Linked DNA regions of Oryctolagus cuniculus: region 1 is linked to region 2. Evidence: chromatin contacts called from public Micro-C data. All regions are on one chromosome and are shown on one strand. The core of a region is the stretch at or near the end of the contact, and the rest is flanking DNA. Distances in the headings are between cores, read along the strand shown.

Region 1 (3,394 bases), core at 775-3,274, 73 kb after region 2:
TTATGTTTAAAAGACATCAGCCTAATAAGTAATTTAGGAATACTTGAGAGAAAAATCATGATAAAACTGTCATTTAAAACTAAACAGAACGGAATAAAAACAGATCTATATTTACAATGTTTGGAATGAGACACTCAAAACATTTATATTTGAAATAATGAATCTCTAAATATACATAAAATGACACAAGTCTCCTGTTTCCTTGAACTCCTGATTGTAAGTTTTAAGTTTGTGGTGCACAAAATGTTTAAGGAGGCAATATTTCAAGATTCTCTGTGGCATCCATCACCTTCTCTTGCAAGCCTCCCAATTTCTAACTTTGACAGGAGCTGAAAACAGGGAACAATTGACAGTGGAGATTGGAGGGGCAAGAATCAGGATAATAATGCCAAGCACACTAACAGAAAGGAAAAATCTATCTTTTAAAATAAAATGGGACCTAGGCCAGGGTTGTGTTGCAGCGGGTTACGCTGCGGTGGCATCCCCTACTCTCTGCCTCCCACCCAGCGCCCTGCTAATGCGCCAGGGAAAGCAGCAGATGGCGGCTCAGTACTTGGGCCCCTTCAGCCATGTGGGAGACCTGGATGGAGTTTCCGGCTCCTGGCTTCCCCTGGTCCAGCCCAGAAGTTGAGGGTATTTGGGGAGAGATCCATCTCCACCCCATCTCTCGGCCACTCTTTCGAATAAATACTTAAGATGGTACAATTTGAGGGGCAAATTCCGTGAAAAATATTTTCAGGAACCAAAGAACGTTTTCAAGCCAGCTCGCCGAGTAAGAATTACAAAACCCAAGGAAGACGTTACACATCCTACTTCAAGACGAGTTTACGTTGAACAAATGATCAGCCTCACCTCTAACAGCCTGTGCGCCAACCCGAATCTCTAACCGGCCCTTCTTCCAACGTGGTAATCGCTACATACTTAACGTGGGGGCATCTGTTCCTAAGGCTTTTGCTAACTGGGCTGGCGTGGTCTGAAGGGTTGAGGGTGCCAAGAGGTGAGGTTTAAAGGGCCGGCCGTCCAGCCAAACAGCCTTTAGGGCGCACGCTGTGAGCGCACTGGGCCTTCATTTCCCCATCTGTAAAATGGAGCAGGGGGCTGCCAGCGCGCGGGACGCACGACCCCAGGATCATGACCAGCGTGCAAACGGCCATCCAGTCCGGGCCAGGAGGCGGCGGCGCGGCGACGAGCGAGAACAGGGCAGTTTGCAGGAAGTGCTGTAGGGGTGGGAGGGGAGCCAGGGCGGAGGCGGGAATGTGAAAGCCGAGCCCGAGCTGCCGAGTCCGCACCACAGCTCACGGGAGGCGGGGCGAAACTGAGGTGAAGGGGTTAGTCAGTGGATGGGCAAGCCGGGCCGCCTCCCCCGAGCGGAGAGCGCTGGGTGCGGGGGAGGCTCTGAGGTGGCGGCGGAGGAACGTGGGGGGAGGGGCGGAAGCGCGCTCCCACCGCGCGCATGCGCGCGCCCCGCGCCCCCGGCCCACAGGCCTGGGCTCCCGACCGCGCGCTCAGCGCCGACGGCGCGGACGTTAGAGCGGGAGCCGCGCGGCCCGCCCCGCCCCGCCGGGACCCGCGAGCCTCTCGCAGCGAGGCCCTCGAGGTGGCGAGCGGACACCTGTTTCTCCAGAGGGCATTTAGGCGGCCGGGGGAGGGGAACACGTTTCTCTGCTTCGGCCTCTCCGCTCCCCTCCCCCACGAAGAATGGGGCGGGAGGTCCTGGGCGTGCCGAGTCCGCTCCGGGTTTTCCCGCCCACTTTAACTCTGTGAGCGCTTCGACCGCGCGGCGCTTCACTCAACCGGGCGCGCCCGAGCCCTCCGCCGGAACTCGTTCCGCCTCCCCCACACAGCCCTTCTCTGGGAATGCGAAGTGGGCGCGCACTCCGCCTTCCTGGCGCTCCCTCAGGCTGGGCCTCCACGCTCCAGCTCCGGGAGGTGCCGACGCCGACGGCCCCCTGGCAGCGAGCGGGCCCCTCCAGTACGGTCGCGCTGAGGGACTACTTGATGTCTCCGTGCGCTCGGTGGTGCGGCACGCTCGCAGCTCTTCCTGGAAACTCCCGCCTCGGGGAGCCAGGAGAGCCGGGCCGGGGGGAGGGGTGCGAGGGGGCGCGCACGCCCCCGGCCCCGGGGGAGGGCCCTGCGTCCCCGCCCTTCTCCCCGTGGAGGGGAGGGCCGGCGCGAGCGGGGGAGGGGAGGGTGCGGGGCGCGGAACCCGAGCCGGGGAGCGGTGGGGGCGCGCATGCCGCCCCACCCCCCGCCTCAGAACAACGGGCTCCCGCTGCTGCCCCCTGCCGCCCGCAGCGCCCCGCACCCCGCTCCTCTGCCGGGCTCCGCGCGGGGCGTCGGGGGCGCCGCGGGCGCCGAGGCCGTGGGAACCGGCGCTGAGACACACAAGAACTGACCGGTTTCCTGTCAGAAAACTTGCAGTTAGTTCAGAGAAGTCCGTTGGGCCAACGTGGTCCCAGCCGGAGCTGGCCACGTTTCGCTAGTCCAGCGTCCTCCCTTTTACTTCGAAACGACGGGGAATTGTCGTGGGGGAGGCAGGCGGTTGATAAACCGAAGAGCAACACCACGTTGCCCTGCTCTGACTCAAAGGAAATTAAAATACTGATTGTGGGGATTTTTTTTTTAAAGGGCTACTAACAGAAGGAACTCTGGTTTTTCAATTGCTAGCTGTCCCCCCCCCCCCCCGTGTGTACACAAGATTTAAGTCATGAGAGTTGATGAGAGTAGTCCGTTTGCCTGAAAGTTTACTTGAGTTTGTGGTTTAGAGAGCCTCGTGAACTTCTCAAAAGGGAGACGTTTGTTTTTTAATCCAGCAGGAAAAAAACCAATGCGAAAGAGCCTGAAAAAGTTCAATTAGAATAGCAGCCACATTTCAACATTTCCCAGATTTTGCAATATTAAACTGTGAGGGCTTGTGCCAAATTTCAAGGCAAGAATTCTGACTGCCAAATTACAAATTTCTCAAAATGAGGGGTGTTCAACCAAATTGCTGCCAGACCCCATAAACAGGCACTAACAGCACTGCTATAATTACACCTTATTATCTCCTTCGCAGCCTTATTTGATTCACTGCGGGATAAAATTCTCATCCTGGGTGTCACTAGCTGGCGTTTTTCTGGAACTGAACAATCACACACCTCCCAAGCCTCAGACCCCGTCGCCCTCTGGTCCATCTCTCTCTAAAATGCAGAGCCTGTCAGAGATTGTTTTCACCCCAGCTTCCCTGAGGATTGAAGATGAAAACAAACCTATCAGAATTACAAGAAAAATGTCTTCTTTGAAGAAAAAGATTTAGGCCAAGAAACCAAATTTGTTGTTTAACTTGAGCCCCCTAAGGGGATTTAGCATAGTGGGCTGAATGCTGTTAAACCAGCTTAATCACTTTCTTTGTTCT
Region 2 (3,136 bases), core at 72-2,571:
ACGGCTGGGGCCTGCTCCCCGCAGCCGCCACCCACCCCCCCACCGCCCGGCCCAGCTCGCCCCAGCCCCCCTCCCCGCTCAGCTGTGTACCTGAGGGGTCCGGGCGAGCGGCTGCCCCCCGCCGCCGCTGCTCCCGGGGCTCATGGGCGCGTGGTGGCTCCTTTGTTGGGCCCCTCCCGAGGCGGCCGCCGCCGCCGCCGCTGCCGCCGCCGCAGCCCCCCAGCACTGCGAGGCTATGTCCGCCGGGCCCTTGCCGGCGCCCCCGTCCTGGGGCCCGCCGCCGTAGTCGCCCCCGGGGTAGCCCTGGTAGCCCCGGGCCGAGCTGGGCGACGTGAGCAGTTGGTTGAGGGTGGGGGTGGCGGTAGGCTGGGGGGTTCCCCCGCCGGCCGCGGAGGGGCCGCCTCCCCCCATGGCCCCGAAGCGCTGCTGAGCGAAGGACGAAGACGACGAGGAGGCGGAGGCGCTGGAGGAGGGAGGCGGCTTGGAGCCGGCGGCCGCCGCCGCGCCGGAGCCCGGAGTGCCACCTCTCGGGGAGCTCAGCGCGTAGGCCTGGGGGGGCGGGGGGTAGGCGCTGCGGTTGGGGTAGTAGGAGTTGTACTGGTGGTTGGGGAAGCCGTGGTCGTGCGAGTTCTGCTGGGGCCCCGCGTAGGGCTCCAGGCCCCCGCCGCCACCGCCGCTCTGCAGCGCTGCCAGGCCAGGGCTTTGTTGTCCGCCATGTTGTTGGTGGAAGACGGCGGCCGCCGCGGCGGCGACGGCAGACGGGCTCCGGCCGTAGGGCTGCCCGAAGCCGTAGGCTGGGGGCGGCAGGGCGGCCGCGGCTGAGTGAGGAGGCGCCCCCACCCCGTCGCTGCTGCTGCCGCCGCCGCCGCCGCCGCCGCCGGGCGGCTCCGTGAGGTTATTGTTCAGGGCGGGCCTAGGGCCCGCGTTCCCGTTCGAGTTCTTCAGGTCCGGCTCCGCGCCGGGCCCGCCGCCGCTGCCGGCTCCGCCGCCGCCGCCACCCCCATTGCTCTCGGCCCCGTCCTGCAGCTCCTTTCCCAGCGGCTGCGGCGGCCCCACGGCGGGGCCCTCGCTTTCCTGCCCGGCGGCTGCCTTCATTTCCCCGCGCTCGGCTGCTGCTGCTGCCGCTGCCGCCTCGCCCCCCGCCTCCTCCCGCTGCTGCTGCTGCTGCTCGGCTTTCTTCAGCTCCGAGGGCGGCGGCGGCGGCGGCGGCGGCGGGTTGCCCAGGCTGCTGGCGGCGGCGGGGGCGACCTGCGCGGCCATGATCCCCGCTGTCTCGTCCGCGGAGAGACCCGGCCCTGTCTTCGTCGTCTCCCCCCCTCCCACCCCGCCCCGGGGCCGAGTCCCCCGGGCTGCCCTCCCCACCCGCCCGGGCGGGCCTCGCGGGGCTCCGCTGCTGCGCTGCGCTCGCTCGCTCGCTCCTCTCCCCCCCGCCCCGCCGGCTCAGGCTCCGGGCTGGCGGCGGCGGAGGAGGAGGAGGCGGCGGCGGCGGCGGCCGAGGCGCCGGCGGCTCAGCTGCTCCCGGCTCTGCAGGCTCGGGACCCGGCTCTCCCGGCTCATTCCCCCCAAGCCCTTGCCTGGGAATGAGGGGGGCGGTGGAGGCTCCGCTCCCCAGGGCCTGGCCCCGCTGTGACTCTCCGCTTTCTGCTGCCGGAGAAAGGAGGAGGGAGGGAGGGAGGGAGGCGAGGGGGAGGGGGCGGGGAGGGAGGGAGGGAGCGGGGGGAGGGGGACCCGGGACGGGCGGGCTGGAGGGCGCGCGGCAGCAGCCGGGGCGCCGGGAGGCAGAGTCGGCGCGCGCGGGCCGGGCCGGGCGCCCTGCCTCCCCTCCCCGGCCGCGGCTCCGGCCGCGGCTGCTGCGCGGCAGCGGGCGGGCGAGCAAGCGGGCGGCAGGACTGAGCGGCTAGAGCGCCCCACTCTCCTCCGAGTCCCCCTCACTCCGACACGAGGCTCAGCACTGCCATTTTACCCAGCGCCGTCGCGGCCGCCTGGCAAACCCGGAGTGGAGCGCGGAGCGGGTGCCGCCGCGGAATGGACTCGCTCCCTTCCCCTCACAAAGGAGGAGGGGAAGAGAGCGAGCCGCGGCGGCGGCAGGCCCTCGGCCGCTTTCGCTCGGCAGCACCGCCGCCGAAGGCTTCGGGGAAAACCCGGCCCGGAGCTCGCGCCCCTCCGGAGCCTGCGCCGCCTCCCTCCCGGCGTGCCGATCCCCGGCCGGTCCCCTCCCGGCCGCACCGTGGGGAGCGGGCAGCGTGAACTTTACCCGCGCCTGCAAAATTGGCCAGAGCCCGAGACCGCGGCCGCCTCGGCCCAGGCCTGACCCCCCTGGCAGCGAGCCTGGTCTCTTGGCTGTTACTTAGCACCTCCACAGCACTTTTCTTCTTGAAAGCCTTTTTACAAACCGGCCCCAAAGACTCAGCCGAGAGAGCCCTGCTTTCTAACCCCTTTGCAAGGGCCGAGCGATCATTGTTCAGACTCTGCGTTTTCCCACTCCCCTGCCCTCATTAGCTGGTCTTGACAAGTCCCCGGGGGCACGAGGTCGGGATTATCCCCATTTTACAGAATTGAAAGACCGAGAGGGGAGGACACTGCCCAGGTCATTTAACGTCGGAGGGTGGGGGGTGGGGGAGCTTTAAAAAGAAGTGGAGTCTCCAAAGCTGCCTCCTGTCTACTTAGCCTTTAAAGAAAAAAAAGTCAAATTGTGAGCAAATGCAGCAATGGGGTCAAAATATCAGAATAGATCCAAACTCCCAGCTCTGTCATCAAGCACCCGCCCAGAGTGGGGGACACAGGACATTTTTCCAGCTGGAGAACCCAAGCCCCAGGCTCACTTCCTGAGGGAACTCAGCCCACCATGACCAACAGTCTTCAAAGAGTGCCTAAGAAGACTGAACAGCCCACAGAAGAGGCTCCAGGGGCTGGCGGGATGGGAGCTCCAGCTCCAACAAGCCCCTGCAAGAGAGCGGGGCAGAGCAGAGAGAAAAGGCACAGCTATCAGGTCGCTTAGCAAGCCACGCCACCCAGATTTCTGTCCCCCAGTGTAAGTTTGCCACTGCCTTCTAAAGAGACCCAGGTGGAGCTGGGGATAAGGCCAGGTTCCTCGGAAGAGAACACGGTGCACAGGAAAAGTCCAGGGTCACCCTAC

The links. Hi-C and Micro-C count contacts between places; a contact is called where the count stands out from the background.
Region 1: a Micro-C map of ear pinna shows a contact between it and region 2, with 15 times the contacts expected there. The contact joins the enhancer-like site here to the promoter of ARID1A in region 2. A contact is called at or near these places in 4 of 6 Hi-C or Micro-C datasets (ear pinna, liver, psoas muscle and 1 more).

The regions. Positions count from the first base shown.
Region 1 is chr7:144,880,792-144,884,185 of mOryCun1.1, forward strand. No RefSeq gene overlaps it. Among named protein-coding and RNA genes, the nearest start is that of ARID1A, 73 kb to the left of the region's middle. Within about 2 kb of position 2,025, at least 6 of the 8 cell types and tissues checked have an H3K27ac peak or open chromatin away from gene starts, as enhancers often do. A contact at or near this core is called in ear pinna, where this site is marked.
Region 2 is chr7:144,808,424-144,811,559 of mOryCun1.1, forward strand. It overlaps ARID1A (AT-rich interaction domain 1A), which reads right to left and starts at 1,322. Exons shown (of 20, transcript XM_051856814.2): 1 at 91-1,322. The coding sequence starts at 1,260.